Regions from separate parts of the Mus musculus genome. Here regions 2, 3 and 4 are each linked to region 1. Evidence: chromatin contacts called from public HiChIP or PLAC-seq and promoter capture Hi-C data. All regions are on one chromosome and are shown on one strand. Each heading gives the region's core, a stretch centred on a gene start, on an enhancer-like site or on the middle of the called end of the contact. The rest is flanking DNA. Distances are from core to core; before and after follow the strand shown. Region 1 holds the start of Grik3 (glutamate receptor, ionotropic, kainate 3). Region 2 overlaps Grik3 (glutamate receptor, ionotropic, kainate 3). Region 3 has its middle 26 kb from the start of Gm40247. Region 4 overlaps Grik3 (glutamate receptor, ionotropic, kainate 3).

Region 1 (6,901 bases), core at 3,022-5,521:
GTGCCTGTCTCTAAGGCTATAGGTCACCTCTTGACTTTTGTGGTAAGTGTGTGTTTGGCCGTTGAGAGGGTCCAGGGAAATAGAGTGGGGTCTGGAGATGGAGACCTCCAGGTTGAGCAGTCTCTCTCTTTTTCTTTCTCTCTTGTTCTCACCACAGCATCAGAAGAGTGGGTTGCAAATTACAACCCCAGTAGGCCATTTTCTGAGTCACAGAGGGAAGGGTCCAGAGCGCACCCCCCCCCCCCCGGCCCCCGCAGGCCGGGCTACAGTGTCCAGACCATCAGCACCTGCCTGCAAAGGAGTTGACAATAAGCAGGCTTCAGCAGAGGGCACTCAAGTCCTAGGAATCTCCACTCAGGAACTGCGCGCTCTGCTCAGTGGCTTCCCCGGGAAGCGGAGTCATGAATCTCAGTAACTCGAGCCCAGGGCCTCATCACTCACAGTGATTGTGGAGGGACTGAGAGCCGAGTGGATCAGTCTAAACAAAACACGCACACGGGGGACACATCCAGAGGAGCTAGCTTGGCCACCCATGGGGGCTCCCCTCCTTAACCACAGACGTAGGGATTGGAGGAAGGGACTGGGGGCTTGGGGGCCCTGAAGGTATTGCCCCCTTCTTCCAAGCCTTATCCACACCCCCACCTGTGAGCCAGTGGGAGGCATGAATCTAGCTGGCAGCGGCTTGGGCCAGCTCAGCCGTTTTAGGGGATGTTAATGAAATTCGGGAGCACTTGTCCTTTCAGACAGCGGCCCCTTTTATTTGGGAATGAAAAGCTGCATTAGTCTGAATGAGGTTTGGAGGCCTCATAAATCCAGTGCTGGCTGCCTCATGGGGGAGCGGGGAGCTGAGGCCTGGCTGGTGGGTAGGCTTGTTTACCAACAATTCCAAAAGCCAGGATTGGCGGCTCCCAATCTCCAGAGAGGGGGATTGAGATCTTGCCAATCCGGCTATCTGCTGGCTTTGGGGTGGCCTGAGAGGACTGCAGATTTGGGGGAGGGGTGGGGGCTGAGCTCTCCAGTTTACTCTGGTTAAGGACACCCCACCCCATCCCTCTCTGCTTTCTGCCCCGCCTCAGGCAGCCAGAGGCTACAGGGGTTTCTGCAGGGGGCCAAGAGGCTCTTGATAGAGCTGTTTCCGCTCAGCCCAGGTGGTGTTGGACACCACAGGGCAATACTGTCAACTCAACAGCCTGCTGGGTCTATGTGGGAACCCAGCCTGGCAAACAGTAGCGCCTAATAAATATTAGTGAAAGGAAGGAAGGAAGGAAGGGAGGGAGGGAGGAAAGGAAGGGAGAGAGGGAAGGAGGAAAGAAGCTAGCTGTGTATGTCTTTGGACTTTTTAAGCTTAGGTTCGTCATCTGTAAAGTGGAAAAATAACAAAAGACTGTCACAGTGTGTCATGGGGAGGATCAGATGGAGTGACAGACAAGGTTGTGAGTACCTTTCCTGGAACGCAGAAAATGTATGGTAATCAGGAGAGTCCTGGCTGTCATTGAGGCTGGTGTGTGTGTGTGTGTGTGTGTGTGTGTGTGGTGTGTAGCGCATCCCACCCGTCCCCCATGGCGGAAAGGGATGCTGCTGCTGTTCATGTGGAAATGCCCTAGCATCACACACAACTTGGGTCAAGAGCAAATGTCAGGTCCTGAACTGGGGATAGCAACTTCTACCCAGATCTACCCCAGCGTTCCAAGAGGGGCTCTCAACCCTGCCTGAGCCATATACAATCACTGCAGCCAGGAGGCTGTGCCCACTGCAACTTAAAGGGAGCCAGAGACCAGCCTCCATCCTTGGTTACGGAGACACACTGCTTAGGGATGCAGTTGGCTGGGGTGCCTGCTTCCTGGGGGTGCTGGTGAGGGGACTTTGAGGACAGAGCCATACTCTCACCTTTGGGGGAGTTTAGATCTTCTTCATCCATGTACGACTGTGATACCACCTCAGCTAGCTTTTAGGGAGACTGCCCCCACCCTTCAGGGCTCCTTCCTCCAGCTGGCCTCAGAAGTGTTCTTCCCTCTAGCCACACCTCTACCTTTCTGCTTCTTCCATTTCCTGCTAAGCCACATGTCCTCTGTACCCAGTCCACTCACATGCCACCTTTAGAGTTAGTCAGCCTTAGGCACTGGTAGCTGCTCTCTTCTCAGCTCTTTCCCTGTCACTGTCAGGGCATAGGATTATCTTCCTTCAAAAACACAGCCAGGTCCTTTCCCTTCCGGGAACCAATCGAACAAGCTGTGGAATCTGAGGGTCAGGCAATGCGCTGCCAGGGTGTGTCTCCGGTGAAGAGGCTCTCAACTATGTCCCATGGATCCTCTGCTCCCCTCTTCTGCATGCCTCCTTGCTAGGTCCTTGTGGGCCTATCCTGTAAGATCCCATGGAGAGGGGGCAACTGCGGATCCTGACGCTGCCGATCTGTGTGTCTTTGCTTCTTTGGGCAAATTCAGAGGCCCGATTGGGGAACTAGCCATTCTGGCTCCAGGGAAGGCCCAAGCATGGCCTATTCAGAGACCTCTGCATAACAGCTGATCACCTAGGATGTCCCGGAACTCGTACACACGCCTCTCTTTTATTGGGCAGAGCCCAGGAACCCTTTGCTCCCAAGGCCACTGGTGCAAGTTCAGATGGGAAGAAGTCCCTTCCTAATTGCTAATTGGCTACACTGCCTTATTCACAACTCCACACAATGCCTGGAAGCCCTGCGCCACATAGGGCGGGAAAGAAAAGACGGCAAAATTAACAGGCCTGTTTGGAGCGCAACGCATTATCTATTTGTAGGAAAATTAAAGATTTGCTCTTCAGATGTAGGGGGCCATGCTCTTACCAGGCAGCTGGCAAATGGGAGAGATTGGAAATGATTGAATAGATCAAATTATTTAAATGAGAAAAATAAATTCGCACACAGCCTAGCCGCTGCCCGGTGACAGATCCGTTTATTTATCTACTGTATCGGTACCGCTTTGTCTCTGTCAAAAAGGTCATTAAACTCGCCTAGCTGCGTAATTCGCAGCCTCCTGCTCCTGCCTCGCTTCACAGCCCTTCTCTTCCCTCAGCACCCAGCGCCACTTGAAAAAAAATTTATTATTGGTAATAAACAACATTTCTTTTTAACCCTTTCGGCTTCCCCCCCTGTGTATCCTACTCTGTCCCATGAACAATACAGTTTCTCTGTATTGTTTCTCAGGAGGAATCCGGGAGGGGGCTCCAGTTCCTCCCGCATAGTTGCGGAAGAGGACTGAGAACCCAGCGGGCTCCAACTCCAGCGGCCCTCGAAAACGAAGGCTTTTGCGAATTTTCTCAGTAGTCCTCCTACTGATGGTGCGTGGTCAAGTCCTACCTTCCACGCAGAGGGTCTGGCCTGGTGTCTCCCTCACGGTTAGTTTCTGAAGCTCCGCATTCCCTAGTTCAGCTCCTACGGTTCTCTGATTTCTACTCCCAACCCCACTCCCTAAACCTCCAAGCCCTGGGCCAGCCCTGCTTTCCCAAGGGCTAGAGATCAAGAGTGAAAAACAGCTCCAGGTCAGTCTCCTGCCGCCGCCGTCCAGCCAGCGTCGGCCGCGTGGGAGCTGAAAGGCGAGGCTCCGCAGACGGCAGGCTCCGGGTCTCGCGGCTCTCGGCGGGCGCGTCTCTTCCAGCTGGTCGGGCCGCTGGGTTGCCGCCGTCTCCCAGCTCCTGGTGCCAGCTCCGCCGCTTTACGCTTGGCTCCCCGGCTCAGTGCCTTGCCCTGGGGGCGGCAGGGCAGATGGGGACGCCTCAGCTGCGGAGGATAGTCTCCATCCTCCGGGTGTCCCCCCTCCCAAATCCTGTCCAGGGTCCCTTTCCCCGCCCCCTGCGCAGGTGTGAGCGCGCAAGTGTGCACCCGGGCGAGTGTGAGTGGGAAGCGTGTGTGCGCGGGGGAGTACGCGGAGGGAGCGCGGGCGGCGGGCGGCGCGGGAGGCGGGAGGCAGGGCGCGGGGGAGGGGGCTGGGAGGGAGTGTGTGCGCGCGTGCAACTCCACTCCGGGGCTTTGTGCGAGCCCGGGCGATAGCATCAGCGGCGGCTGGAGGAGGAGCGGCCGGAGACGCGTGCAAGCCCGCCCGGCAGCCGGGGCAGGTGGGAAGCCCGCGCGGGAGCCGAGCCGACGCGAGCCGGAGACGCCGCAGCCGAGTCCGAGCGGAGCCCGGGCGGAGCCCAGGAGCCTTCGCTCGCGGGCGGCCCGTGGGCGGCAGCCGAGGCGGGGCGGGCGCCGGCGGGGCGGCCCCCCAGTAAGATGTGCGCAGCGCCGCGGGGCGCCCCCCACTCGCAGAGGCGCTCCGGAGCCGGGCGGCTGGGCCAGGCGGCGCCTCGGGGGCTGCTGCGCGCCCGCGCCTAGAGCTGCCGCCCCAGGGAGCCCGCCACGGCCGCGCCCCGGGCACGCTCCGTGGCGCCCAACGATGACCGCTCCCTGGCGGCGCCTCCGGAGTCTGGTTTGGGAATACTGGGCCGGGTTCCTAGTGTGCGCCTTCTGGATCCCAGACTCGCGCGGGATGCCCCACGTCATCCGGATCGGTAAGGGCTCCCCTAGAGCCGGGGGTCTCTGCGCGCTCGGGTGGGGACGGGAATTGGGGGATAGTGGTGCTCTGAACGTGATCCGAAAGATTGTCCCAACCTCCCTCTAGGCTGCAGGGTTCGGGTGTCTGCTGGGAGCTCTTAGAGGGGGAGGACAAAGTTCCAAAGCCCGGGTCGCGGGGCCTTACGGGGAAGAGGCAACCGGGCCGCGGTGGCTAGGGAACCTGGATACGCTCCGGGGTAGGCGACGCGGTGGAGTGTGGCGAAGGTTCTAGCCCTAAGCCAGCGCCTCGGGGGAATTTCGCCGCGACTGCTGGCAAGGATGGCCGCAGACCTAGTTCTGGGACTGGCTTCTGCGCAGAGTGGGAGCCCTGGGGAAGGCGCCAACTTCTCTCCCCCCCACGGGCACCTCGCTGGAGCAAGGGGTACAGGGGATGGATTCGCCGGATTAGGATGGCGGATTTCCTTGCCCCTAGTTGGCCGAGGCTCGGGGCAGGAGAGGGTCAGTCCCCTGCTTGTCGCTAGAGCAGGTCCCCCAGGCCCAGGCCTCTTTCGATGAGGAGTAACCGAGACTGGGAAAAGGAAGCGCAGGAGGCAACCCTGCGCAGCCGGGGACGAGGGTTGCGAGTGGCTTTTAAAGTTAGCCGAAATCCCTCCGCAGCTGGCGGCGGCTGGCAGTCTGCGCGCGGCTTTTTGGGGCTCTGGCTTCTCGGCTTCTCTCACCGCTGCAGATTTCTTACTCTGGGCTTTAACTTTGTTGTGGCCGCCGGAGGCACCCTGCGTGGCAGCGCTCAGGGCTGGGCGGGAGCCCACGCGAGTCTTTAGCCCACTCACTTCTCGGGGCTGAGCTAAGCTGGGCTACCCAGGAGCCATCGTTACCGTGGGCGGCCCGCACCAGGCCGGAGACCTGGGCAGCTCGGGCTCGCGAGACACCAACATCTGGTGCGCAGCCTACCGAGCTCTACCGAGACAAGGCAACCTTCCTCCTCCTCCTCCAGGACTCTCTTCAAGGGGCTGCCTTTGCTTCTGCAAGAGCGGACTTTATGTGGCCGGCAGTGCGACGAGGATGCAGGAAACTCGGGCCAGGCTTGGTTTATGGGTACTTGAGGTTTCTCCTAGGAGGCAGTCCTCTCGTTCACTCTACCCGGAGCCACGTCCACTTGAACTCAGCTTCAGAACGGGAACAGAGAACGATCCTCAGATCTGCAGATGTTGAGGTCTTCCAGTGCCTACAGTCCGATTCCGGACCAGGATGGGCAGGCACAACACCCTGAGGCTCCTAGGGAAGGGAGGGGGGGGGATCTGGGGACAGACCTCACAGTCAAGTTTAACCCTTTGAAGTCCAGGTGTCTGGGCTGCCACGAATGTTTCCTGTCTATTACTGCCCCAGAACTGGCTTGGCCACCATTCTAGCTAATCGTTTAGTAGTGGGCCACCGCTTTTTTCATTTTTATTATTTCCTCTCTCAGTCCTTGTGGTTTTGGGGGACCTTCATGGTAGAGTGTCCTTGAGATAGAGAGGGGACCTCGAAGGGTGCTGTGTTTCCCCCACCCCCACGCTTTGCAGGCCTGTCTTCCTTGGTCTTTCCCCTCCAGAGGGTGGGGTGGGTGTGTTTCCAGCCCAGTTTCAGGAATGGAAATCTTTAGAAGCCTAGAGAGACAGGAACAGGTTAACCACAGCCTCAGAGATATGGGCTGCAAATGGGCAGGGTAACTAGACCTCACCTGCTCTTGCCACTGGGACAGTATATAGAGGTCTGCTCATTGCCCGGAGAAAGAACACATTCCAAACCCGTCCCTTTCGTGAGTCACAGTGTAATAGCGCAATTAGGGACGGCAGAGCCCCCTCTCTTCTAATCTTCTTCATATTAAGCCCTAGGATTAATTAGCGTGTCGGCCCAGACCATTTATATCCAAGAGCCCTGCCCTATTTGACTCCCAGCCCGAGGACTGGGGTGCTGTACTGATGCCAAACGTGACTACTGGAGCAGGGCCAGCTTTGGGTGGAGGATGGGAAGGATTTGAGGCCTCTGGGCTTCTTTGGAGCTGCCTGTCCTTCTAGAGCTTGAAGTTGAACCTCAGCTGGAGGTAGAGCACCAGGAATAGGGAAGCAGAGTGAGGAGGAGGAAGAGGAGGAGGAAGAGGAGGAGGAGGAGGAGGAGGAGGGGAGAGGAGGGGAGGGAAGACATGCTGCAACCCAAAGATACTACTGCCTTGGCTAGGCTGGATGCAGTCTCTCTATCCCCATCTCTGGGATCTGAGGCCTCTCTCTTGGCTGGGGCTGCAGGGATCGAGGCCCTGGAAACTGAGCTTCTCTGAAGCATGCTGGGTGCTTCTGCTGGAGCGGCTGGAGCTTGGAGCCCGAATCCCTCCTCCAGCAG
Region 2 (6,901 bases), core at 2,604-5,103, 150 kb after region 1:
CTACCACTTCATCTTCACCACTCTGGTAATGTACCTCCAGGTCCCGCAAGGAAGGGTGGGAGCCTCCTTGAAGGAAGGTTACTTGACCTGGGCCTGGGCCAGCCTGCTGGGGACAGACAGGAGCTATAGTTGGAAGAGAGCCAAACCTTCTTAAGGCTCTAGATGTGGCTCCAGGTGAGGCCACAACAACTCTTTGTGACCTGCCCACCTTTGAAAAGGCACGGGCACTGTCTCTGGAGCCAGAGTGGAGAACAGCTTCTCTATGACTCGTGTGGGGGCCCTAGGTGAGTCTCCTGCCCTCCATGCCTTGGTTTCTTCCTCTGCAAAATGGGCTTCTACCTCCTTGGGAGGCTTGGCAAGCTGATTAGGCCCAGGGGCGAGAGCAGAGCTTGGTTGGTGTACATCTGGAGAGAGTGGCCATCGCCACTCTTCAGACTGCCCTCCCACCCACATCTGTCAGCGGCCTCTCAGCACACCCAGAATGACCACCTAGGATCCTGTGCTATCCGTACTAACATCAACCTCTTGCAGTCACTGGGACCAGCCCACCTGCCGGCTCCAGATGGGTCCCATCCAAAGTCTGAGAACAGTTAAGGCCATTTAAACCCATTAGAATAATTAGTTGCGGTCTGAGATCAGCAGAATTATGGCATCCTGTGCCAAAGAGAGCACCGGCACGCTGAGCTGCCTAGCCTTGGAGCCAGCCCCACCCTGCCTCCCTACCATCCTCCATTCGGGGACCTGGAGCCCCCACCCCTGCAGCCTTACCATCCTCTCGATGAGTTGATCAGTAAGAACACCAATCACCATTCTTCACCCAGCATGTGACCTTCCTCTTCATATCTGGCTTTGATACAGCTGGCTTGTGACCTCAGGCGACAGCTCAAAGAGATACTGGGAGTCACGGGGCTGGTAGAAGACAGGATGTTTGGAGTAGGATTTCTAGAAATCAGATGTTTGAGCTAGGTCTTAAAGGTTCGATAGGAGCGCATCAATGGTTGAGGGAGAGAATAAGGGTATTCCACACAGAAGGAAAAGGGTAAGCAAAGACCAAAATGCAGGGATGTGTTAGAGTTGGCTCACACTGGAGTTGGAGATCCAGCCATGTTCTCACCGCTCCGTGTTGTAGTCTTAGCTTTGCAGTCAGCCACTGTCAGATTTATACCTCAGCAGCGGGCCACCGCTGTCGGCGAGGGTTCTCTCCAGCACAGTATAGTCACCCCAACGCCCTGATTGTCACATAGCCCCTGTTCACGGCACCCTGTGCCCATGCAGAGCTCAGGGCCACCTTGCCCATCCTGCTGGCTATGAATCAGACCTAGGTGTCTGATGGAAGTACCTTGGGGAGACAGGGACTGAGGGCTAAGAGCAGACACTTTCTCCCTAAGGGCGCCCACCTCACCTCAGTCACTTTCTGCCATTCTGTGTCCTGGACAGTCACCAGGGGCTTAGGACAAGGTGCTTCATCTCTGTCGGGGCTCCGGACCAAGACTAGAGAAAGCAGCACTCTCATGCCCCACCCCTACCCCATGCCTCTGCAGAGATGCCGCTGCCCATGGATGTCAAGATCAAAGGTCTCGGAAAAGGCATTCTAGCACCCTAGACCTCTCGTCTTGCACCATGCAGTGCCCCATGCATCCTAGATCTTGCTTCCCTAACACAGCTGTTCATTTACCCGACAGCCACCAACAAATTCTGAGCTCCCGGGCTCTGAACTGGGAGGATGGACAGCGATGGGCCCGACCTGACACAAAGCTCACACACAAGCTCTGCAACTTCCTTCTGTGCAGCAGGGCTGTCTGTAGAGCCCACAGAGTGCCTGGCCCCCGGGGCAGGTGTTCTGTGATGCCTGAGTGGGAGATGAGTGGATGAATGGCCGCCATACAAATTAGGCTGCAATCAGCAAGATCAGTTCTCATCATCCCTTGCAACAGGCAGCTAAGATCATGGGCTACGGTGTGTCTGATTGGGATGAAGATACTTCATTTGGAGAGGGAGATGGCTCAGTGGTTAAGAGCACTTGATGCTCAAGCGTGAGAACCGAGTTCAAATTCTCAGAACCCAGATAAAAAAGCTGGGTGTGGCTGTGTGCACACTTCAACCCCCAGCAGCTGAGCACAGAAGATTGCTGGGGCTTCCTGGCTCCACATTCAGTGTGTGACCGACCCTGTCTCAAGGGAGTAAAGTGAAGAGCAATAGATCAGACCATCCAACATCTTCTTCTGGTCTCTGCACAGATGTGTATATACAACATATACATCATATACATACCGCTCATACAACACCACCAAAAAATGATGCTTCAGTTCCTTAGACAGGGCTCCTCCCTTCTCTTTGCCTCAAGCCTGTATCTTTAAAACATTGATGACAGCAATGTCACTTGATGAGGGTGAGTGTCCAGAGCGTGGAAAGTGGGAGATTCTTGGAACAACACTTGGCACTTACAACCATGTAAGGGTCAAATTAACTCATTAAGCACCTCCTGCTTTTGCTTCCTGTGTGTCCTCCATCCCTCAAAACAAACCTCAAGGGAGCTGTGACTCTCCCATTTCCCCAGAAAAATGGAAACCAAGGCTCAGAGAGATTACTCAGCAAAAGTAGACAGCAGGTATGGTCCCCAGCGAAAGCTTGCCAGCTGCCAAGCCCTCTTCCGACAACTGTCACTGTAGAGTCCCTAGCCTCCTCTGGCAGGTAGACTCTTCCTGATATCTGGCCATTATAGTCCAGCATAGTGATTGACACTAATGGGGTAAACAGAGCTTCACGAATCCCAGCAGTGCCCATACTTCAGGCCTTGCCTGCTTCCTCTGATTTCCCCTTCCAGGCCACCAAGGGAGAGTGTGCTATCTGCTCTGCACCAAATGATCGAAAAATGGCATCTGGGACATCACATGTCTTGCCCAGAACTCAGAACAGATCATTGATAAAGGCTTAGGCTCTTAACTCTGGGTCTTGCCCTGTGGCCACTCCAGGGCACTGTTCTTCCTCCCACCCCTTTCTGAGCACAGGAGACCAGGCTCTTCCAGGGATATGTGTCCTCCACAATACGAGCAGACAGCTTTATGGGGGTGGGGGGGCTGTGTATCATGGGTCTTCCACGGCAATCCCAGGACACTGCCCCCATGTGTCAGGGCATCCGCTGTGTCCCCCTAGGTCCTCTTCCCTGATCACAGCCCATTGCCAGCTTGAGGGTCTTCCTTCCAGCCCTGTTGGCTCAGGGCTCTGCCTCGTGACTCCCCCTTTTCATGCCCATTGGTCAGTGGTGGCTACACTGGGGAGGGCAATGGTATTTGGCATTTTATCTTAGGAAAGGCGCATCATCAACCTTTCCCCCCTCGAAAAACCTCTCCAAAGTCACTTCTCCCACGCAGAAGACATTTTAATCACCCCAGCCGCCATTACCGATGCCAGGCAGCTTTGAGCCCTTCCCAGATAACCCTGTGCTAATCAGCCACGGCTGAGCCCCCGGTGCATGGCATGAGGAGGTAAGAGCCTGGAGGTGAAAGAGAGAGAGGGAATTATAATAAATTAATAGATAAGCAATCACAATTAATGCCACTTCCCGGCAATAACAGTTACATCATGGGAAAGATATTTTCATCTGTCGTTCCTTGAGGCCATGTTTCCCGAGCATCGGCTTCTCCCCATTCAGACCCATGGGGTGCTAATGAATTAGTCTATTATGTTATGCTGAATGTTTCTAAAAGGTCCCCAGTCGACAGTGAATTCAGTGTGTCAACATTTGGCATCGGAAATGCAACTTTTTGCCAAGCTGCAGAGTTGCCCACAGTTCACCGTGTTGAGCACTTAGGGTCTTGGCCCCGGGGCAGTTTGAACAAAAAAACACGAAAACAAGAGCTGAACAAAGAGGCCTCTTCTCCAGCTCCTCCATGCCACTGCCCTCATACCCCAGGGATGGGGGTGCTCTGTGCCACTGGGCATAGGAAACGCACGTCATAGAGAAGCCCAGACGGGAGTCTGACTTGGAGGGAGTGACTCCATGCCCTGCCACCCACTAGAACTTACATCTAGACTGTCCCCCGTGGCCTCAGCTCCTGCTTTGGATACTTGTTCCATAGCTGGTGGCAGTAATTTTGGAGGACCTTAGGAGATAGGGCCAGCTGCTGTAACTAGGTCCTTCAGGGTTACACACAGCCCCTGGTTCCTGCCACACTTCCTGCTTCCTGCTCCACCATCATAGGAACACTTATTTCAACACATTCCCACCTCTCCAGTGTCCACTGCTTACTCTCCCTTCCCCTGACTATGATAGGATCCAAGTCTCTGAAACCCAAAGCTAGAATAAGCCTTTATTTGCTTGAACTTGTCTGTCAGGGATTTTGTCACAGCCCTGAAAAAAAGCAATCCCATGCCCCCATTGCAGCTAGGCACCAGGCAGAGCAGCCTCTCTAGCACGTGAGCCTCCCCATCAGTGGTTCTCCATCTAATGCTGCGACCCTTCAGTACAGTTCCTCATGATGTGGTGACCCCCAACCATAGAATTATTTCATTGCTACATCATAACTTATTTTGCTACTGTTTGAATCATAATATAAATATCTGATATACATGATATCTGACATGGCATCCCCAAGGGGGTCTTGACACACAGGTTGAGAACCACTGCTCCCCACCAAAGCAGAGATGCCATCCTTCATACTGAGTCAGAGGCCCTGGGAAGGCTACTAATTGAGCCTCTGTCAAGTCTTGGCAGAGCCTCACACTGAGATGGGTGAGCATTAGGCATGGTCCCAGCAGCTCAACTCCAGCCCCAAACTTACATACACACTGCAAATCGACAATCTGCCTCACTCTCCAGGCCTTCCTGGAAGGGGCTCTTAGGCCTGGGTCTAGAAGCAGACTTCTATCAGTGGCTCACCCTTCTTCCCAGGCAACTCACCGGCCTACTCCCAACTCACATCCTCACAGAGAGCCTCCTCCAAGGAGACGGTAAACATTGAAACAGTCAGGACGTTGCTAGCCTAACTGACACTTCTTTCCACAACCGGGGTCAAGAATGCTTAGAAACCCCATGTTGTCACAAGAGGGGCTCAAAAGTGCCTAAGAGTTCATAAGGATGTCAGACCCCAGACCTTAACAGTCGCTGCCTGTTAGGAGGAAAGCCTGGGGTCCCAGAACCAGAGCTGGATCATTGATAGACTTGTGTCTATGTAAAGGAGCGACCAAGGGGCACTTCCAGGAAGGACTGCTGCTTCTCTGAGTCTCAGAGAACAGCGCAGACACTTTGAGCTAACCCGGTCTAGTGGCTGGGATATATCCAAAAGCATCCAGCGTAGAATGAGAAGCTCTGGCAGGTAGGGCAGGGCAGAGGAAGGTTCAACCTTGGTGGAATGAAAACTGGGGATGGGCGTGGGAAAGCAAGATGCAGAAGCAGAGCTTCTGAGCAAGTGATGTGACAGAATGCCATAGTCTAAGTAAGCCACAAGCAACAAGAGTTTCTCTAGCTCACAGGTCTGTGAGCTGGGGAGTCTTGGGGACGTGGCACTGGCCTCCAGTGAGGACCTTAGTCTTCTTCCTCATAGCATGGTGGGGGAGCCAGTGGACAGTGGGTGGACCAAGAAGTTGGCCGGACTCCTTTGGAAGCCTTCCTCACCTGCCTCACCCACAGCCTCTTGATGTGTTGCCGAGGGCAGAGCCCTTGGGCTCAGTTACCTCTTCTGCAAGCCCCACCCCCCACCCCAGTGCTCTGGCGTGATGGCTCCCAGACTCACTCTCCACTGAGATTGGTACCATTTACCATTGACACCCTCTGGTCATCTTAGTGTTGACTCCCTTCCCTACATCCTCTGCTTCTACCTAGCTTCCTCCCCATCCTAAACACTGGCCTAGAAGCAAGGCCATATAGTGAGTTGTCCCTTGGTATTCACAGGATTCATATCAGGACGGGGAGAGGTTGGCTCCAGGACCCCCTTTGGATAGTAACTTCTATAGATGCTTGTCACAGTTAGTGTATCTACTGCTGTGATGAAACACCATGGCCAAAAGCAACTTGAGGAGGAAAGGGTTTTTGTTTTGCTTTTTGTTTTCTATATCACAGTCCATCATGGATGAAGTCAAGGCACCAACCCAAGCAGGGTAGGAACCTGGAGGCAGGAGCTGATGCAGAGGCCATGGAGGAATGCTCCTTTCTGGCTGTGTTTCTCTCATGGCTTATTCAGCCTGGTTTCTTACAGAACCCAGGACCACCTGTCCAGGGGTAGCGCCACCGGCTGTGGGCTCGGCCCTCCCCATCAATCACTAGTCATGACAGGACACCATAAACTTGAAATTTTTCAATTGTGGCTCCTTCTCAAGATAATTCTAGCTTGTGTCAAGGTGACATGAAACTAGACAGCACAATGCTCAAGTCTCTTATATAAAATTGCATTGTATTTACATATTACTAATCTGTGCTCTTATCGTCCTTAAATCAGTACTAGATATCTTACAGGGCACAATGCAATATAAGTGCTGTGTGGTTCGCTGTACTGTTATGGAACTATGGTGAGAAAGAGTCTGAATATCCAATATACATGAGCAATTATGTGCCTATACACATGTATACCTATAGAACTAGAACCATGGAGAGAGAGAGAGAGAGAGAGAGAGAGAGAGAGAGAGAGAGAGAGAGAGAGAGAGAGAGAGAGTGGTTGAATTCACAGATGCCCATGGTCTTGGAAGCCTGGCCCTATTTGTTTGGGCAGATTAGGATGAGACTTTCTTGCCTGAATTCCAAGACCTCTTCTCTAAAAAGGAGAGATAAGTCCATGCCCTTCCATAAAGGGTCCTCCTGGGAATGCGGGAGGAGCATGAGTTTAGCACCAAAATGGAGCATCCCAGAGACCATAGGACACCCAAGCATTGTGCGAGGTCTGCTCTGTGGGCTCCAGCCTGTATCCCT
Region 3 (6,901 bases), core at 3,281-5,780, 130 kb before region 1:
CAGACACAGCCCAGCCTCTCTATGTCCAGTGAGTTGTGTGGATGTTGTCCTCATCGACAAGGCCTGCTGTCAGTTCAGGGGGCGGCCTTCTGTCCTAGCATCAGCATGGGTTATTTAGGGATCTCCACTGGACTCCTTCACAACCTAATGCAGCCCAGTCCCATGACTGGGAACCTTGCCTGGCTACCAGAGATGTCCAGTTCAGGCTGAGGGTTCTCCATGACTAGGTGTCCTCACTGGGGTCACCCTCAGAGATTCCAGGAAGTTCCCACTGCACTACATTTCCACCTCTTCAAAGACCCCAGTTTCAGGTGTTTTTCTTTTTGACAGGGACCTAGGCTCCACCCAGTGTTGCTACAGTGGCCTGAAGAATCTCTATAACATCTTAGAGTTCATAACCGTGGAGAATCAATTCCATTGCTTTTACTTTTTGAATTTTCGCATTTGCCCTCACTTCTGAATTATTATTTGAGCACAGACGCTTAGAATGATGAGCTGATTTCCTTTCATCTAAGTCCCTCAGTGCCTTTGACTGCCACTGTGTCATGGTAAATCAGGGGGCGTTCTACCCTCTTATCTTTGCTTCCTATCTGTGTGCATTATCTCTCCCAACTGCCTTTGGGGTTTCCTTTTATCCTCACTTTCTTCTTCTTCTTCTTTTTTTTTCTGCAAAGATTTGATTATTATATGTCATGGAGGAGACCATTGTGTGTGTATGCATGTACATGTATTGCTCATGTGTGTGTATGTATGTATGTATGTGCAAGCATGTGTGTGTGTGTGTGTGTGTGTGTGTGTGTGTGTGTGTGTGTGTGTAGGGAGCCTGTTTGTATTGATGTTGCCTAGGCTTCACTGAGTTTCTCTGAGTTGACAACATTATCCCACTTTAAACATTTGTCTTAAAAATTAAAGAAACTCACTTTTTAAAAGAAGAGTTTTAGGTTCACAACAAAACCATGTGGAAAATGTAGAATTCCTGCATAGTCCATCATCCCCTTTCACACACAGACTTCCACTGTCCCCATCCCACATCCTTGTGGTTCGTTTATTGCAACTGACAAACCAACACTGACACCTCGTTATCACCAAAGTGCACATCTCATTTTAAGGTGTGCTCTTGGTGCCACACAATCCGAGGGCTTTTACAAATGTGTGCTGACCCGTATCCACCACCATGGGAGTGCAGAGCGGTCTTACAGGACGGTCTTCCTGCTCCAAGAATCTCTCAGCTGTGTCTGTCCTCTTCCTGCTTTTTAGCCAACAACCTCTGATATGTTCACAAAACCATAGTTTTGTCATGGTAATATCACCTGCATATCATTTGCATATCATCTTTGCTGAGGTGATCACTGAAGTATTTTGGATTTTTAATTGGGTAGCTTTTCATTGGCGCATTTTTAGGGCTCTTTGCATACTTTGAGCAATGCACTTTTATCAGATATGTCTTTTGCAAACACAGAGTCCTGGCCTGAGACTTGCTTGCCCATTCTTCTGATAGTTCCTCAAGAAAAATTTTTGCACCCATCTCTCTTTTGTGGGTTTCAATTCTATCCGTACTATAAGCATTAGAGTTTCTCCTAGGACCTTCAGTTGTCATGATTTCAAGGGCTCTGTTTTCCAACTCACCAAACTTTTTTTTTTAGCTTCCTGTTTAATATTAATTTTTTCTGTTTCCATTTATCATTCCTATCTGATTCTTTTTTTTTTTTACACATTCCATTTTCCCCTTTGGGCTTCCCATTGGTTCATTCACAGCATATATATTCTTCCTTCAATCTTTGGGCATATTTCCAGGAAATGCTTTGAAGTATTTTACTTCTGTGTCCTACACCTCTGTCGTCATCTCTAGGTCTCTTTCTTTTGATTTTTTTTCTTGGTTATGGATTCTATTGTGCTGCTTTGTGTTTTAATTTTGTTTTTGAGATAGGGTCTTGCTATGTAGCTCAGGCTAGCTTCAAATTCAAGTTCTTGTTTCAGCCTCCTGAGTGCTGGGGTCCTAGATATCAGTACAACCCCACAATGATTTGTATTAAAAAAAAAACTTCAAAAAGTATATGCTGGATAGCGCAGATACAGCCTTGGGATCTAGAGTTCTGTTGACTTATTTTGAAGAGGATTTTTCTCTCTGGACAGCAATTCATTAATGAGTCAGCTTGGTTCTGTCATGGGTTGGTTTGGGGCTTTATAGGTGGGTGCAGAGGGGTTTCCCCTCGGGTGTCTCTGCTGAATGCAGGTGTTCAGTAAGCTCTCCCCTCTTCTATGGCACCACCATCACTCAGAACTGTGTGATTTCTAATACTGCAGCTCGGCTCTCCCACCAGGCACTCTAGAGAAGCCGCCCAGCCTTGCCCCGTGCATGACTAAGCATCAGCTGGGATACGGGATACGCAGACCCAAGTGTTCCACCCAAGTCTTCTAACTGTGCTGTAGCCCACACCCAAAATCCCCGCTGTCCCAGGAGCCAATCTCTCCTCTTCTCTGGTGAGACCTCTGTTGTGTTCCTGGCCATAATCTGAACTGAGCTCTGGAAAGTGATCTCTTGCAGAGAGGCAGAGTGAGGGTCAAACAAACCTCCTGAGTTTCACTTTTGCAAGGGCTACAGACTTAGCAACCATCAGCCAGCCACGGAATCTTGCATCTCCAGGCAGCCCTTCTTCCTGGGCTGTCCTGCATCCACACCCCTGGGGGTGGGGACGTAGATACAAACAGGGTCAGTGGAGAAAAGGAGCCTAGGGAAGGCACTAGGGCACTGCCAGCTTCATTTTGTTTGTAATTCCCCAGTGGAGCCCCAAATATGGAGGCAGCTGTGCTCTGTTGAGCTCTATGAAGAGGCAAGAGGGAGGGGCCACTGGGGAGTGCAATTAGCTGACGGTTTGAGACTGATGAAGTGGATAATGAGAGGCGCTAGGGCAGGTTTTCATGCTAAAAAGAGATGAAAAAAACCAGAGAGAGACAGACAGACTATTACACATATTACCTGCTCAGGCCTGGGCTGCTCTGAACCACTAGGAGGCCAGGGAGCAGAGAAGGCAAGCCCAGACCAGGGCCTCTTTCCCAGGTGTACTCTTGGGTAAGTTTCTTCTTCGTTAGCCTCAACATTACCTGCATGCAAATGGTCTAAGTCTCAGGCCGAGCATCCTTGGCCTTTATCTCCTTCAGTTGTCCTAAAACAATGCCACACTCAGTTCAACTGTAGCCACCTTCCAGATAGGTAACCTGGGTACCAGGAGAAATAGGATCTTTCCTAAGAGTCATTGTCAGTGAGTGATAAAGCCAAGCTCCTTCACCTTGCTTTCAGTCTCACACTCAAGGGAACTTAGCTTGTGGTCCAGCTGTGTAAGTCAGACTCTGCAGACAAAGCCAGGCACATCCCATTTCGTTGGCCTTATTCTGGGCTGTCAATCATTCCTAACAATACCTGTGAGTAAGGGACCAGCATCACCTGCCTTTCACATATGAGGAAGAAATGGTGGGATGTGTGCAGAGTTTGATCAAATAGCCTCTCTTTCCATGTAGAGGAACAGCATAAAAATGGGTTAGACCTTTATGTAGGGGCTAGAGAGCTGGCTCAACAGTTTAGAGTGCTTGCTCCGTTAATCTTGAGAACTAGAGTTCGGTTCTGAGCTGGACATTCTCCACCAATGCCTATAACCACAGTGCCTAGCTAGTGGGTGGAGACAGGAGGACTCATGGTGCTTGCCAACCTCCAGCCTGGCTGAGACCTAAGCTTCGGGTTCAAGAAGAGACCCTGGACCAGTGGGGAATAATGAAAGGACACCTGGTGCCTCTACCGGTGTCTGTGTGCAGGCTCAGACATGTACATCTGTGCCCATGACCCTCATACTCATATGGACACACACACATAAATAAATAAGTTCTTAAACCTTCGCATAGCAATTTCATACTGAGTGCATACTACATGTCGGGGGCTATGAACTGGTTCCTGAAATAAAGCCATGAGTTAAACAGATGAAAAATCCCACCTGTGTAAAGCTTACATCTTAGTGAGCAGCCAAACTGATAGTGGACCAGTGAGCAAGCCGAGAGCCACCAATAAGGAGGAAAATCAGGCAGGGAAGTGGGAACGGAGAACGTGAAATACAAGTTGGAATTTGGGGCACGATTCACCGAGGTTGTGGATTTTGCAGCAAACCTGCCAGGGTCCCTGGATATCCTACTGAAGAGCACGCCTGGCTGGGAAGGCCCAGAGGGTCTAGGCTGCAAGGTGGTTCAGGATGTCAGCTAGGGGTCATGTTTCTCCTGAGGCTGAGAGGGAGGTTACGGGCTCTGGGACCCAGCAAGGTGGTGGGGGAGAGAGAGGAGAGCTCTGTGGCTGGGGCTGTGGTAGCAGGGCCGTGGGGACATTTTTGATCATCGTGCAGTTTGGTTCTAGCCTAGTAGAAAATGAGGGGTTGACACATTTTGAACAAACAAGCAGCCTTTCCCACAGATCCTCTTGCCTGGTGTCAGCAGTGAGACAGGCAGGCCGACCAGCTGGAGTCAGAGCTGACGGTGGCCTAGGGCCAGGTTGGTAGCAGCAGAAGTGAGAGGAAGCGATGGGATCCAGTTACGAGTTTGAAAGCTAATAGATTAGATGTTGAAGGAGAGAGAGAAATGTGTCCAGGCTTACGTCGGTGCTGGCTGCCAAGCTTCTGTGAGGATGGGGCTGCCTTGGTTGGTCTGAGGAACAGGCTTCCAGGAAAAAAAGAGGAGTTAGGCTATGCAGGGGGTTGGGGCGGGGCTGTCTGGTGATCTGTGAGATGTCTCTGTGAGGACAGAGAGCAGGCACTGAGGGACTAGAAATCAGGAAGGCCCTGTGAAGGGCCAGAAGAGTCAGGTGGGAAGGATCTGGAGAACCCTGTGGGAGGGGACAGGAGAGCTGTGTGGGAGGAACCCACAGAGTAGGGCTGGATGGGGGTGTGAGGTATGGGGTATGTGTGTGTGTGCGCGCGTGCGTGCGTGTGTGTGTGTGTGTGTGTGTGTGTGCGTGTGCGTGTGCGTGTGTGTGTGTGTGTGTGTGTGTGTGTGTCCTTAGCTCTTTCTCTGGCTGAGAGGACTGCTTTGTTCAGGCAGGTGGCTGACTGCATCAGGAAAGGGCCAAGAGATGATCCCGACAGCTTAGGGCAGGAACTTTGACACTCCTACCTGCCCAGGGTTTGTCTTCTCTTGGATTTCAGACACTCTGGTACCCATGGGTGGATCTGATACCAAGCCCCAAAGCATCCCACCATTCATCTCTCTCTCTCTCAGCCCAGGACAGCCAGTCTGTAGCTGAAAGAATTCACTGCAGACACACACAAAGAGGGAATACTGCTTATCCATCGTGTGCCTTGGGTCTGGCATCTGTCACTCTGGACTTTGCTCCTCCATCTGTTGAATCGGAACCAACTGTAGAACCAACTAACTGTAGAGTTTGGCAAATAAGGCTTAAGAGAGAAAACGCCCACTGTGAGACAGGGCAGTAGACAGTGGGATCACATTCTCACCAGGTCCAGCAAGGTTAAACACAGCATACCCTTTCTCGTCTTCATTTTTCCTCTTTCTCTCTGCTCTTCAGCATTCTACATGCCAAACGATGGGTCCCCTGAGAGGTATCCCTGTTTCCCTGGCACTCACCAATTAGCATCTTGATCCGGCACAGTGTCCAGAGATGTAATAAATTGGTGCCAAACAGGAGCAGAGTTCCCACCTTGTCTTTGCCTGTGGATGGGCGCTAGAACCTCCAGGGTAGACTCTTGCCACTGAGACCTTGCAAGAATGAAATAAGGTGTTTCCAGGAATGAATTTGACACAGTGGGCTCCAATCAATACCACAGTGTGCACTTGAGTGCCATCCTATAGCTTTGCTCAAAACTCGTTCACCTAGAGTTTATCTGGATCAGAGGCCAGCAAATATTTGCTATAGAGGTCTGGGGATTAAATATGATAGGCTTTGCAGGGTAGAGTCTTCTTCACAGCCACACATCTCGGCTTCACAAATGGGCTGGGCTGTGCTACAGTCTCACTTCCTAAATCATGCCATAGCTGGATTTACCTTGCAAGCCAGCTGTAGTTTTCCAACCTCGGTCTGGTCCAATCAGATCATTTAACACAAAAATGAAAAAGAAGTGCAGAGCTAGCAAGCCATCTATAGGGCAGGCAGGCAGGCAGGCAGGCAGGCAGGCAGGCAGGCAGGCAGGGAGGCAGAAAGCCTGACTCAGGAAAACTTGCTCTCAGTCTTCTGTGAGTCAGTTCTCTCACTGGTTTGCATGATAGTTGCCTATCAAACATTCATTGGATTGGTTCAGTGTAATGATACATCTTTGACACCACATTGAAAGCTTTAGAATTTGACATTTAGAAAGATCTGGGAAATGGCATGGGGTTGGGGGGGGGGGGAATCAATGGCTGACCTAGAGTCCTCCCAGTGAGTCAGGAGGAATTCCTGGTTCCCAGTTCTGAAGGACACTGTCAGGATGACAAGGTCAGCCTTCCGTGGGACAACTGCTCAGAAGCCAGACCGCTCTTCCTTAGGCTCCCCCCAAGAAAACAATTCTCCAAAAAGAATCTCATCTATTAATGTGATTATTAATCTGGAAAAAAAACCTTACTTCTCAATAAAATGAGTGTATGACAAGACAGATGTAATAAACCTGGTTAGGATTTATGGTGTGCCCAGGCACCGCCGTGCAGAAGATAATGTTCCCCTGTAACGTTGATTTGCTGGATGAGGACCATGTAATTTATTCTGTCAATGTACATAAGAAATGTTATCTGTGTGCGGAATGACTGATGGCCCAATGAAAGCTGGCAGGGAAACAAGTGAAACAATTTGGGCCTTAAAAACATAATCACCTAATGATCACATTCTCGTGTTTGTGATGTTCAGTGCGGGCCGTACCTGTGGTTGCTGTCCATTCCT
Region 4 (6,901 bases), core at 2,188-4,687, 140 kb after region 1:
TCAAAGCTCATATCACAATTTTTAGTTAAATCGTTGTGTTTTAATGCACTTTCTCTTCTCCCTCGAGTTGTTGAAGGGGACACTCTCTTTGGGTATTTGATCTATTCCTGGGGCACCTGAGGGGTCAGGGACGATAGTTACTGCTCAGTAAAGTGGTTGCTGAATGAATTGATGAACCATGAGAACCTAAGAAAACATTGTCTAGGACCCCTGTAAACTGAGTTTAGGGCTAGGACCCCTGTAAACTGAGTTTAGGGCCAGCATCATCCACGTTTGTTCTGCTGGCTGAGACTCACCCAGCTCTCTGAAGAGTTTCCGATTTCTCTTCATGTAATCTCCTGGGCTGCCAGGGGCAGAGAGGCCACGATGTTACCTGTTCGTGGCTGTGTTTTCCAAAGCCCCATTCTGGTTAACTTTTGAGCGCAGGAAGTCTGCAGAGTGTGGCTGTAGAGCCAGGCTGCCCAAGCTGGTTTCCCAGCAACTACTACCTCAGCTATGTTGGAAAAAAATGCCTCGGTTCCCTACGATGTGAAAGCAGCGGCTCTGTTCAATGCTTAGGATTGTGTCTGACACTCTAAAAAGTGGGACTTGGCTCTAGGTACACTTGGCTCCTCTTTTCTACCCACTAGGCCATCAGGGCAGGGCCTGACTCACACAAGGACTTTCCCTGTTGTCACACACACACACACACACATACACGAGTGTACCTATGGTCAGAGGCCTCCAAGGTATTGAGCTCTTATGTTTGACATTCATGAGCCTTCTTCTACCCTAGTTTAGTCTGGAGCCCTGCTTCTCTGTGCTGGTCCTTTTGCTTGTTCCCAGCATGCCCTGCCACCAACACCAGGAAGCAGAAGATCCGTCTTCCTGCCTCACAAATGACTACGTAGGCTCAAATCTGTTCATGGAAACTTTAGGACTCAGCAAAGGCCGGTGTCACATCAGAGGTCCTCATCGGTTCAGGTAGCACAGAGCCTATGCCATCTGGCTAGTGATGCTTTGTGATTGTGTGAAAGTGTGTGCGTGAAGATGTGTGCATTTCTGTCTCTTCCACCAGACTCTCTAGACGGGCTCTATTCATGTTTTGTTACTCTACTATATAACCTAGTGTCCTGGTTTGCTTTATGTTGCTATGATAAAACACTGACCAAGTCCAATTCAGAGGAAAGCCGAGGCAAGGATCAGAGGCAGGAGCTGAAGCAGAGACCATGCTTACTGCCTCTCTTTCTGAGCTCAGCATGCTTTCTTATATAATCCCTCCAGGAGTGACACCACCCACGGTGGGCTGGGCCCTCTTACATCGTCCATCAAGACAACAGGCCTGTCTGATGGGGGTAGTTCCATATTTGCCATTCCCTCCTCCTAGGTGTCACTAGTTTAGGTTAAGTTGACAAAACTAACCAGCACACCTAGCGTGCACCTACACCTAGCGTGCACCTACACCTAGCGTGCACCTACACCTAGCGTGCCCAAAGCCATTGCCAGTGGTTTGGCCTGATCTACAGATGAGAGAAAAGTGTGAACCAGTTCCTGGTGTGCCGAACTCACTTTCCATCGCTCCTGATAATCTCGGTGGGAGACGAACCTTCACCCTCTACAGGTCACAGCCAAGATGTCAGGAAGTCTCATCAAAGGACCAAGAGCTACAATAGCAGGAGGTAGTAGTCAGAGGGCTTCCTGGAGTAAGAGGTATCTAAGCTATGCTCTGAAGGATGGTTGGAAACAGTAAGGGCAGGGCAACATGGAAAGTAGGGGGGATTTGCACGATGGCCAGTCGATGCACTCAGTCATCCTGAATGAGCGTTTACTGTGTGACTCGAGTTAGGGATCACAGGCTGAGAAAGGCTGAGGTGGCCGGTCCCGGCTACTGCGAGACTTCCATCTATCTTTATTGTGGTTGGAAATCTGGGCCCAGGCCTATGAACTCCAGAGAATGGTGCAGGAGGAGAATACGACCTTGGCTTGGCCAGGGAGTACTCAGAAGAAACAAACCTATCTAAACCAGCTCAAGACAGCATCCCTGGCACCCAGATCAAGCCAGAGACCAGCCAAGTCCATCTAGACCTCTGGGAGCCCGTGTGGCCATGCTACCCATGTGTGGCTGCCACCACTCTCTGCTGTTGCCATGCACTGACTTGGCCTGGCCTCAGAGGTCACGGAATCAGAATCACTCAGCATCTACATTTTGAGCATCACTTACTGGGTCTCACACCCTGTGCCTGATAGTCCTCTGTGCCTGATAGTCCTCTGTGCCTGATAGTCCTCTGTACGGTTGGCTCCGGCAGCACTCCCCATTCTACCAGAGGAACCATTGAAAACCGCATCTCACTCTCCGTGAGCCCTTGGGTTGCTCCCACTCGGGAGTTACTAATGCAGAATTGCTGTGAGCAGCCCTGTGTTTATCTCCCAGGGCGTGGGTACCCAGGTTTGTTGAGTTTGTTTTTAAGAGTTGAAATATGGGGTCACTGTGTGCAGCCAGACAGTTTCATAGGTGGTTGTACAGATCTGCATTCCCACAGCAGCGCACAGTGCTGGCAGGTGTTCTACCTCTGTGCAGACATGCTTGGAGGTCAGTTAGACTTTTAAAGATTTTGCCCACTCTGCTGATTTGTGAAGTGGTTATGTTATTGTGGCTTTCTTTTATATTTATCTGATGATTCTCCTTTTAATGGGGGAAAGGCCTCGTGGGTCTCAATGCAGGAGGAAGAACTAATTCAGCCAGAACAGGTGGGGTAGTTGGCAGTACGTTTTGTCTTCCATGTCCCGTTGCCCGTAAGACCTAACGTGCTCCACAACGCTCTAGTCTGAATGTTGAATAAGTCATTTGAATATTCCTTTTCTTTTTTAGAACCTTTCAGTGACCTTTTCAAAATTGAGCTGTTTGTCATTTCCTTGTTGATTTAAAGGAGTTCTTTGCATATTCTAATAAGAGTCATTTTGGGGCAGTGTGAATATATACATTTATATATGTTTTATATTAATTACATGTGGGGCTGTCTTTAATACTCTGTTAGCAGTTATATCTCATGAGAAGCAAAGTCCGATTTATTAATCATTCTCTTTGTGTGTTTGGGGTGAGAGGTCTCTGTCTATCCTAAAGACCATCTCCCTTGTTTTCTTCTAGGAGTTCTGTGCTCATGTCTTTCGTGATTGGCTCTCTGATCTGTCTTAAGTGATTTTCTGTGTATGGTGAGACGTGACTGTTGAGATTTGTTTCTTGTGCACGAAGCTGGTAGGATGGACTCAGCATCAACACAGCAATGTTTGGATGTGCCTAGACATCTGCCAAGCCTAGTGCCAGATGGATGTCTCTACTGGCCAGATTCCTGTTAAAAACAAAAAGCTAAAGATGGACAAAGGGACCATCTACATGAGACAGACAGATTGGCACATAATTAAACAATGGAATTTTAATCAGCCATAAAGGAACAGACTCACGTAGGAGTGGAGCCCCGTGGTAGAGAGCTTGTCTGGCATGTGCCCTGGGTTTCATTACACACGCGCACACACACACACAGATGTGGACAGGAAGTGCCTTAGTCTATGGCACTCTCTCAGTTTTTCAAGTCAGGTAGCCTCCCCATTCCACAGATGGAAGCATCTCTGCCTGAGCCTCATGACAGTTCTTCAGCGGGGGCAGCTCCCACTGAACACAGCCTCCCCCCTCTTCTCTGGCCTGCCCTTGTTTGGATCTTTGATTTTCCAGGCTGCATTCCTTAGGAGCTTCATTAGGACTCTTCCAAGAAGATGCACTTAGGCCTAATTCTGAGGAATCCAGTGGTAATTAATTGTTTCTAGATGGAAGTTACCTCCACCTTCCCTCCCACCCTCTGAGCTGGATCCAGCCACCTTAAGTCACGTGGGGCAAGGGGATGCAGCAGCACAAAACCTGGCACCTCCTACCTACCATCTCTGGCTGAATCAGTCCTTCCTCCTGCTGGAGGCCCAGGAGGCCTTTTCCTCATTAAAGGAACTTTCACTATTGCCTTTATTTTGAAATGTTTTGTGGAAAATTAAAAGAAGAGAGTCTGCCAAGCAGGCTCTGAGCCAGCAGCCCAGAAAGCACTGTGTTTTCCGTCCAAGCCTGGCCAGAGCAGGCTGGAATCGACCCAGCGCTCCCCAGACTCCTCTGACTGCACTTATTCTCTGGGTGGCTCAATTCCTTTTAAGACACAAATTGATTGGGATAATTTCAGCTATAACTACAATTGCCATGGAAGGGGGGATGTATTCAGGCTGGGGACTCCTACAATGACTGTGAACCATCAAGTTACTGTAAAATGACCAGAAAATGGATTCAAAATTGAAGCCACAAATAATGTAATTGCTGCAGTGTATGCACAGGACTGCCAGGACAAGGTTAGCTGCTGCCCTGGACACATCTGGAAGCAGAACTGCTGTTGTTGCTGCCATGATAACCCCTGTCCTGGGCCTTGCTGATAGCAGAATCCTTCCATCCTGGAAGATCCTCAGAGGATGGAAGAAACATGGAGTGACTAGAAAACGGATTTAGAGATGGGACCAGGAGAAAGAGGAAGTGGAGATTGGAAATGAGCCCACGTAGGTCTAGACGCTGCACCATTGGGAGAATAGGGCCCAGTGTGGACATTGCTATCATCTTTCACCACCACAGATGGCAGTACCACAATTCTCGTCATCCCTGTCTATGCTATCCCCTACATCCCTGCCTCTGTTGTATCATCTCCGTCATTGCTATGGCAACATCTTCATCTACTGGTACTGTGGTCCACAGCATCCCTATCCCACTGGTACTATGGTCCAACATCAGTATCTCAACACTATCTTCCGCATCCTATACTTTGTGCCTGGTCTGCTGTCCCCTGTCTCAGGCAAACATGAGGCTCAGCCCTTGGTCCAAGATAGGAGCATCATAAAAGGTGTACATTGTAAGGATGGAAGATATGCTGCATCCTTGGTGGCCTGTTTCAAGGTCAGAGCAAAGTGGAGATGCATGAGGAAGAATTTTTTTGGAGCAGTGCAGGGGAAAGACACAAGTCATTCCGTCAAGTCTTCAGTCTGAACATCCTAGCAAGGGTGTCTATCATTTAGAAAAATTATCAACATTTGTGGGGGGTGCATGTGCACTTGAACACATGTTTTGCATGCATGTATGTAAAAGAGGAGGGATGGGATAGGGACCACTGCATTCATCATGGGAGGAGAAAAAGACTTTGTTTAACAATGTGCCAGCCTTCCTAATGCTTCGGTATTTAGTCTTGGAGGCCTTGTTTTATGGATATTTAAAGCAAAGTCTCCTTGAGGTATAGTGCTTAGAAGGTGTGGGGATTTGAGTTGCTATTAAAGGCTGGGCAGTGATGGCTTCCTTAATAAGACCTGCAGATGCAGAGACCTGGGGAAAGGAAAGAGTCAGATGGATAGCTGAGGAAATGAATGAGTGTTCTCACTGTGCTTGGGGAATGTCCTGGAAGCCAGCAGGGCTATAAGGCTGTGAGGGAGACAGACAAGAGTGGGAGATGAAGAAGGGAAGTAGCTGAGGTCATAGGAACAGGGCTGAGGAAATGTTGCAATATGTCTTCTAGGACCACTCTAAGAACTTTGGCTTTTATGCTGATGGAGGTCACAGGAGTGACATAACCCTTATGACCCAGAAAGGTTCATTCTGGCTGCAAAAATGCTGAGGAGATGACAGGGTTGGTGACTGGCATCTAATGCAGGAAAATGGTAGTTGTGCCTTGGTTCAGGTGGGCATGGTAGGGTGGCATCTATGCCTGCTTGGCTTCTGGGTATGTCTGTTGTTTTAAGTTAATAGATGTGGGAAGACACAGTCCACTGTGGGTGGCACCACTCCCTAGGCAGAGGCTCCTAAACTGTATAAGAGCAGAGAAATTGAACTGAACGCAAGAAAGCAACTGAACATGAATGTATTCATTTCTCTCAGCTCTTGACTGTGGATGTGATGCGAGTGGCTGCTTGTAGCCACTGCTGTGATTTCCCACTACAGTGGACCTATAACTTGGAACCGTGAGCTGAAATAAACCCTTTCTCTCCTGAGTTGCTTTTAGGATGTTTTATCACAGCAACGTAAATGAAGATAGAACAGAGGTCTAAGAGGCATCTTAACTATGCAAATGATATCACTGAAAGAAAAGGGAGATGTTTGTGTCAGATCTTAGGGAGCAGACCAGGGTAGAAGGCAGAGGCTGGAAGCCCCGGTCAGTAGATGTTTGCTTCCTGTTTGTCTAGAAGCTGGGATATCACTTACAAAGACATCATGGTTGAGTAGCATGGTTACTGGGTCAGTGTGCTCCACCACTGGTCTCATAATTGTCTCTTCTTACCTCCTTGGTGTCAGATGAAGGAGAGATCGTTACAGCCCCATTGCTCAGATGAGGAAACCGAGACTTCATGAGTTGTTCTCACCCCTCTTAAAGTTCCTTCCGGCTCTTTTCCCCATGCGTTTATGGGAATGTCAAAATCACTGCCCACTCCCAGTGCACATAGCACCACATTGACCTGTGTCACCCTCCTCTGTTGTAGCCTGTGACCAGTTGGCACTGGGTGTTGTAGCCATCTTTGGGCCATCGCAGGGCTCCTGCACCAATGCTGTCCAGTCCATTTGCAACGCCTTGGAGGTTCCCCACATCCAACTGCGCTGGAAGCACCACCCACTGGACAACAAGGACACCTTCTACGTGAACCTCTACCCTGACTATGCCTCTCTCAGCCACGCCATCCTCGACTTGGTCCAGTCCCTCAAGTGGCGATCAGCCACCGTGGTCTATGATGACAGTACAGGTGTGTGGCTAGACCTGTCATGGCTCGGGGGAGGGAGAAGGAGGGGGAGGGAGCAGAGCCCCAACATTAGTGTTGTCTGCTTGCCTAGCACGGCTGCCTCTGAGGAGAAGGTCCCATCTCACAC

Evidence for each region. Promoter capture Hi-C pulls out the DNA fragments that hold promoters and counts their contacts. HiChIP or PLAC-seq counts read pairs in DNA pulled down with a chosen protein or histone mark.
Region 2: an H3K27ac HiChIP or PLAC-seq map of oligodendrocyte precursor cells shows a contact between it and region 1, with 5 times the contacts expected there. The contact joins the enhancer-like site here to the promoter of Grik3 in region 1. A contact is called at or near these places in 6 of 39 promoter capture datasets (HPC-7-derived erythroid cells, cranial neural crest, embryonic stem cells and 3 more), 3 of 484 Hi-C or Micro-C datasets (cardiomyocytes, cerebellar granule neurons and embryonic stem cells), 14 of 115 datasets of contacts at active chromatin or transcription factors (astrocytes, cardiomyocytes, embryonic basal ganglia and 8 more) and 2 of 9 other capture datasets (embryonic stem cells and liver).
Region 3: a contact with region 1 is called in a promoter capture Hi-C map of hippocampal neurons, with 5 times the contacts expected there. The contact joins the enhancer-like site here to the promoter of Grik3 in region 1. A contact is called at or near these places in 9 of 39 promoter capture datasets (the 3T3-L1 cell line, 3T3-L1-derived adipocytes, embryonic stem cells and 5 more), 2 of 484 Hi-C or Micro-C datasets (the N1E-115 cell line and nephron progenitors), 10 of 115 datasets of contacts at active chromatin or transcription factors (SST interneurons, VIP interneurons, differentiating embryonic stem cells and 3 more) and 2 of 9 other capture datasets (embryonic stem cells and pancreatic islet).
Region 4: a contact with region 1 is called in an H3K4me3 HiChIP or PLAC-seq map of forebrain, with 2.3 times the contacts expected there. The contact joins the enhancer-like site here to the promoter of Grik3 in region 1. A contact is called at or near these places in 11 of 39 promoter capture datasets (HPC-7-derived erythroid cells, cranial neural crest, embryonic stem cells and 5 more), 23 of 484 Hi-C or Micro-C datasets (cerebellar granule neurons, cerebral cortex, cortical neurons and 1 more), 18 of 115 datasets of contacts at active chromatin or transcription factors (PVALB interneurons, astrocytes, embryonic forebrain and 8 more) and 1 of 9 other capture datasets (embryonic stem cells).

Annotation. Positions count from the first base shown.
Region 1 is chr4:125,486,425-125,493,325 of GRCm38.p6, forward strand. Grik3 (glutamate receptor, ionotropic, kainate 3) reads left to right here and starts at 4,272. Exons shown (of 16, transcript NM_001081097.3): 1 at 4,272-4,521. The coding sequence starts at 4,407.
Region 2 is chr4:125,641,573-125,648,473 of GRCm38.p6, forward strand. It overlaps Grik3 (glutamate receptor, ionotropic, kainate 3), which reads left to right. Exons shown (of 16, transcript NM_001081097.3): 5 at 1-25. Among named protein-coding and RNA genes, the nearest start is that of Gm32807, 85 kb to the left of the region's middle. Within about 2 kb of position 3,854, at least 32 of the 459 cell types and tissues checked have an H3K27ac peak or open chromatin away from gene starts, as enhancers often do. A contact at or near this core is called in astrocytes, oligodendrocyte precursor cells and stem cell-derived neural progenitor cells, where this site is marked.
Region 3 is chr4:125,352,116-125,359,016 of GRCm38.p6, forward strand. No RefSeq gene overlaps it. Among named protein-coding and RNA genes, the nearest start is that of Gm40247, 26 kb to the right of the region's middle. Within about 2 kb of position 4,531, at least 11 of the 459 cell types and tissues checked have an H3K27ac peak or open chromatin away from gene starts, as enhancers often do. A contact at or near this core is called in the N1E-115 cell line and hippocampal neurons, where this site is marked.
Region 4 is chr4:125,625,749-125,632,649 of GRCm38.p6, forward strand. Grik3 (glutamate receptor, ionotropic, kainate 3) reads left to right here. Exons shown (of 16, transcript NM_001081097.3): 3 at 6,520-6,777. Among named protein-coding and RNA genes, the nearest start is that of Gm32807, 69 kb to the left of the region's middle. Within about 2 kb of position 3,438, at least 12 of the 459 cell types and tissues checked have an H3K27ac peak or open chromatin away from gene starts, as enhancers often do. A contact at or near this core is called in forebrain and stem cell-derived neural progenitor cells, where this site is marked.